Regions from separate parts of the Mus musculus genome. Here region 2 is linked to region 1. Evidence: chromatin contacts called from public promoter capture Hi-C data. All regions are on one chromosome and are shown on one strand. Each heading gives the region's core, a stretch centred on a gene start, on an enhancer-like site or on the middle of the called end of the contact. The rest is flanking DNA. Distances are from core to core; before and after follow the strand shown. Region 1 holds the start of Lrrc10b (leucine rich repeat containing 10B). Region 2 overlaps Sdhaf2 (succinate dehydrogenase complex assembly factor 2).

Evidence for each region. Promoter capture Hi-C pulls out the DNA fragments that hold promoters and counts their contacts.
Region 2: a promoter capture Hi-C map of stem cell-derived epiblast-like cells shows a contact between it and region 1, with 2.2 times the contacts expected there. The contact joins the enhancer-like site here to the promoter of Lrrc10b in region 1. A contact is called at or near these places in 24 of 39 promoter capture datasets (the 3T3-L1 cell line, 3T3-L1-derived adipocytes, the C10 cell line and 13 more), 7 of 15 datasets of contacts at CTCF or cohesin (CD8 T cells, the NIH/3T3 cell line, embryonic stem cells and 3 more), 94 of 484 Hi-C or Micro-C datasets (the 4T1 cell line, 8-cell embryo, B cells and 55 more), 15 of 115 datasets of contacts at active chromatin or transcription factors (the HPC-7 cell line, astrocytes, embryonic fibroblasts and 10 more) and 5 of 9 other capture datasets (adipose tissue, embryonic stem cells, embryonic trunk and 2 more).

The regions. Positions count from the first base shown.
Region 1 is chr19:10,456,161-10,458,860 of GRCm38.p6, forward strand. It overlaps Lrrc10b (leucine rich repeat containing 10B), which reads right to left and starts at 1,287. Exons shown (of 1, transcript NM_001111140.2): 1 at 1-1,287. The coding sequence starts at 1,155. The coding sequence ends at 277.
Region 2 is chr19:10,501,384-10,504,083 of GRCm38.p6, forward strand. It overlaps Sdhaf2 (succinate dehydrogenase complex assembly factor 2), which reads right to left. Exons shown (of 4, transcript NM_025333.4): 4 at 1-1,746. The coding sequence ends at 1,616. Among named protein-coding and RNA genes, the nearest start is that of Ppp1r32, 20 kb to the left of the region's middle. Within about 2 kb of position 1,293, at least 26 of the 459 cell types and tissues checked have an H3K27ac peak or open chromatin away from gene starts, as enhancers often do. A contact at or near this core is called in B cells, bone marrow-derived macrophages, embryonic cerebral cortex and 5 more, where this site is marked.

The DNA.
Region 1 (2,700 bases), core at 37-2,536:
GGTTCCAGGTGAGAACCGGTTCATCTGTCGTGCCATCAGTGGCTCTATCCCAGACTTCTTGGTCTGAAAACTGCCCAGAGGTCAGCCCAGGGACTCTTTCTTACTGCCTAGTACTGTCTGAAGATGGCCTCAGGCCTGCCTGTGCCGGGCAGCTCATTCAATGATGCTCCTTCACTGCCCCAAGTAAGAGGCCCAGCAACACCGTATATCCAAACAACCACAACCTCGCAGAGTCCCTTCTTCCAGAGTAGCCAACCCATCACTCAGGGAAGAGGCTCAGGTGCCCAATCCTGGAGGAGCTTCCAAGGCTCGGAGGCTGTCCCTGGTGGGCCCCAGAGCCCTGGGTCCTGCGCCTCCTATGAGTAGGTCTTCTTCCTCCTCATCATCAAAGGCCCGGGTTGGACGCCGGGCTGGCTGCCGCGGAATGGGTTCGTCGCGCTCAGCCATGCGCTCGACGGCTCCCTCGCCCACTAGGAAAACGGTGTCTGCCACCCGCGGGGGTCCAGTGACTGGGTTGTGGTCGTAGGAGAAAACTCGGAGCGCACGAAGCGGGTGCAGGTCGGGGAAGCCGCCCAGGCGGTTGCGGTCGAGGTCTAGGATGTGCAGCCGGCCCATGCGCAACAGCGCGGGCGGGAACTCTTCGAAGCGATTGCCGTAGAGCCAGAGGCCACGCAAGCCGGTCATGCGCGGCAGCTCGGCGGGCAGCGCGCGCAGCCGGTTGTCGCCCATCTGCAGCGATTGCAGCGCCACCAGGCGCAACAACGGCCGCGGAAAGCGCCGCAGGAAGTTGCCTTCGATCCAGAGGCAGCGCAGGCTCTGCAGCTGCGCAAAGTCGGGTGGCAGCGCCAGCAGACGGTTGCCGCCCAGGTAGAGGCGCGTGAGGCGCGGTAGGCGACACAGGCCGTCGGGCAGGCGCTCCAGCTTGTTGAAGTCGAGCGCCAGGATGCGCAGCTCGCGCAGCTCCTCGATCTCCTCGGGAAGCTCGCGCAGCCCGGTGCCGCTCACATACAGCTTCTGCAAGCGGCTCAATGCGCACACGGCGCTAGGCAGCCGCCGCAACCGCCGCCCGCTCAGCTCCAGCTGCTGCTCGCCGCTGCGCAGCTGCTCCTCGGCGTCCGACGGCAGCTCGTCCGGCGTGGACTCTGCGATGCCCATGGTCACGGGCCCCGGCCCGGGACGCCGCTGCCACCACCCGGCATCGCCACGCCCTGGCCGCCCCGACGGGGCCCGGGCCGCTCCGGCCTCGGGGGCCCCCCGCCCCGGCCTGCCTGTGTGCCGGGAGGGGGGCCGTGCCGAGCCGAGAGGAGGCGCCCGCCTGGGCCCCGCCGCCCCGCACCGCGTTCGGCCACCCGCCCTTCGGCCTCCCCCGCTGCCTCCGCCGGAGGCCGACTGGCTGGAGTTCGAGCTGACTTGCAGCTTAGCGACCCGTCGCCCTGGCAACCCCCGACGCGCGTGCGGCTGCCAATAGGCAAAGGGAGGGCGGGGTGGGGCGGGGCCAAGGAGGACCGTGAGAAGGGTCCTGAAGCTGAAGCTGGTCCCTGGATAGCTAGCCTATCCGTGAGCCAGCCTGAGCCCAGGCGGCGGCTGAGCGCAAACCCGGCACAGGGCTAGTTAGCGCTGAGCCCCGACGTCCGACGCTGTCTAAACTTGCCGCAGCAGGCCATTTGGTTGGTGTAGCTGTGTGTGCTTCAGGGAAAATGGGTCCAGAAGGAAGAAACCTGGGACTGAAAAAAGGGAGGAGGGATACTGGAGTAGTACCTGAAGGCGAAGTCACTTACTTTACCCCTCCACCCCCGACGTCCAGCGGCGTGCGGCCAGTCTCCCAGTTGGGGTCACTTCAGGATAGTAACTCGGAACAATGTTATGTTCTGGTCTTTTTTAGATCTGAGGATTTGTGGGACTATGCTTGGCTCCGCCCTCCCCGGATTCCGCCCATTGCTGGTGCTCTAGCACCCGCTCATACCCAAGCCCCTCCGAGAACACCCAAGGTCTATGTGTGGCCATGGTGGGCAGAGGACTGGGACAAGCGCCTACCTTTGAGTGGCACCGACAACAATCATCTTGGTTCTATGACTCGGCTGCTCTCACTAGCCTCCTCCCTTTTCTCTCTGCCAGAGCTCCACGTGTCTGTCACTTTGCCAAAAGCTACTTCCCATACTTTAAAAAAGAGGCATTGAGCAAGGCTCAAAGACATTAAGCTTTGGTTGACCAGAAAAGCTGGCGTTTGAAGCCAGGCAGTGTGACTCAAGAACCCAACTCCTAAGCATACACCTTCCCAGTAAAAGAAAACACAGCATTCCACCCACCCCTCCAGCGAGTTTTTCCTCAACAGAGTCTCTGACTCACAATGCAAAAACTAAGAAAGGAATTATTAATCCCACAGAAATGAGGAGGAAAGCGGCCTCCTGAGATTAGAAAAACCTGCTTGAGGGTTATACAAGGGACAAGAGGTTGTACCGTGAGCGCTCAGTCAACAGACCACTTTCTCCTCCCTGCCCCACTCCCACCTTCTCTAGGACCTAGCTGTCAGAACTTAGTGTCCTCCAATCCATCCATACTGCCATGGAAGTTTGAAATTAGGACAGTGGAAGGAGGACACATTGGTTTACCTCTATAATCCCAGCTGATCAGCCAGCCTGGAGAAACAACACAGCAAAAGCCCAGGGGTGTGGCTCCTGCCTGTAATTCCAGATCTTTCCC
Region 2 (2,700 bases), core at 43-2,542, 45 kb after region 1:
AGGCTTGGACTCATAACCACCATGCTACACTGTACACCATGCTACCCTGCATCTTCTTACCAGAGCTACAGTGGGGCCTGGGGGATTCTGGGTGGATCCTCACTTTGGGAAGTAGCTAGTGGCCTCCTACCTACCACAGAGCAATACAGAGCTGTCTCAGAACTGTCATTCTTGCCTTCAATTGTCCAGTGACGGTTGCTACCGTGTTGTCTAGCAGAACGTTCATGAGCTTTGGATGTAGATCAAACAATAATATATTCCAGCTTTCGTCTTTTTATTAACCTTTTTATGATTTTTAAAAAATATTCGTTGGTGTTTCACCTGCATCTGTGTCAGATCCTCTTGAAACTAGAGTTACAGACAGTTGTGAGCTGCTTTGTGGGTGCTAGGGACTGAATCAGGTCCTCTAGAAGAACAGCCAGCCAGTGCTCTTAACCGCTGAGCCATCTCTCCAGCCCCAAATCCTGGCTTTTTGATCATGGATGCATTGCTGACTCCTTCCAAGGCAATCTCTTGTCCTTAAGTAGGCCCAATGCTATTTGTCTGTGGGAGCGTTGTGAGGTAACTGATGCTGATTCCCGCTTCCCTCCCTGGCCAGGGAACTTTTTCCTATAGCTCTTGTAGTTACCCACCCAGGCTTCTCAGTTCTGGCCTGCTTTCTCTAGCCAACACTCACATACCGGCCAGAGTGACTGCCTCTTTGCAGCTGAGGGCAGAGCTCCTGCAGAAAGGATGCCTTCAGGACTGCACAGCTCTCCTAGCTACTGCATTCTAACCGTGTGGTCCAGGCTGGCCTCAAATTCTTAGTGATGTTCCTACCTCAGTTCTCCAAGGGCTAGGATCATAGGTGTGACCTATCACACGCAGTTAAAATGTTACTTCTTATGTGTCACTGTTATTTGGTCAACTAAAATAATTTGAAAGGCTGTCAGAATGAGGAGAAAGTTTGCCTCAATGCCACAAAGTCAGAAAACTTATGACTATAATTTTGTAAAACACCATTATAAGCATGACTATAGGTTGCATAGAAACAGACAAAAATGAAGATAATTGTGAGGGTTAGAGAACTGTCAATTTTCTTCTCTTAATATTCTTCAATATTCAACTATCTTTCAGTTTAAAACATGTATGTTGTGAAAATTTGATGAAGATGTTGACTTAGTAAGCCCACAATATTCCTGCTTTGGTGCCTCATTCAGCTTGCTGTGCCTTTGATGGCTCAGTTCAGGGGCTTGGACCGACATTCCTTAGCAAAGGACTTATCACGCTGGAAGGGAGCAGTTTTATCTTAACAAAGCCCAGGGTCACTGGATAGACGATAGGGTCAGCTCTTCCTTCAGCAGCAGTGTCTTTTGTACTGTTGGGGCTGAGGCAGCAGAATCACTTCCCCTATAGTGCCCTCTTGTGGCAGACCTGCAGCACAGCACTTAGCAGCCAGGTAAGGGGTCTGACCTGTGCTGTACAGACGAGCACAGGTTAGAATGAGTCAGCTAACATATTACATGTCTTTCCTGGGAGAGATTCAAGAGTCTAAGGAGAAGCAGGAGGCCAAGGTCAGTGCCAGAAGCAGTTTCTATCCATATACTGACCACCATGACAGGCAGTGGTACCCAGCTTAATGAGGCTTTTCAAAGAGATACTCCAGATCTGGGGCACGCAGTCTCTGCTCCTTGTTTTTGTTTTTGGCGAATTCTCTCAGCAATTCCATGACTTCATTTTCAAATATTTCTGGGGCTGGTTTTGCTTCTGCAACAGAAGGGTGCACAGAAAGAATTGTGCATAGTCAGTGTTCATGTAAAAGATGTGGCGCTAAGAGGCTGCAGACAGTGCACATGTCTATGGGGTTTCAGCACTTTTAAGGCTAAAGCAGGAAGATTACTACAAGTTCAAGACCACCTTGGCCCAAAAGAGTTCCAGGCCAGCCTGGGCAAGAGTAAAACCCTATCTTAAAAAACAAAAAAACAAAACTGGGTCTGGAGAGATGGCTCAGCTATTATGAGTACTTGTTGCTCCTGAAGGGGGCCAGAGATCTCTTCTAGCGCTTATATCAGGTTACTCACAATTACCTTTAACTCCAATTCCAGGAGATACCATGCCCTTTTCTGGCCACCCACAGGCACCCACACACATATACCAATAAAAATAAAAAGTAAACTTTAAGAGCCAGTTCAAAGGCTCAATGGTTAGACTCTTGCCACCATGATTGATAACCTGAGTTTAATCCCTGAATCCATGTAGTAGAAAGAACCACTTCCCTCCCACAAGCAATCCTCTGAACACACAAACACTCTTGTACAATATAAAAATAAGTTTTTAAAGAAAAAGTAAATCTTTTTTTTTTTTTTTAATCTAAAAGCAAGCAAAAAACAAAAACCAAGCTGAAACTCTGGCAATGTCCAAGAACCACAGATGGATAAACTGCCCATGGGCCATTTCTGTCCTTCCTCCAAACACTCTAGGCTATACCAGGGTTGGCTAACCGCGGCCACACTTGTAAACAGCTTTGCTAGTGCGCTGCTCTCACTGGCTTGCATTAGGATCCAGGCTCCTTTGTACTACAGTGGCAGAGCTGAGGAATCACAACAGAGCTCACATGGCCTTAAGGTTAAACTATTTACTATCTGGTCCATAAGGAACAAATCTGGTGACCTTTGGCTTGTGCAATCCTGGCTGTCCTGTTTGGCTTTGCATTTGGCCTCA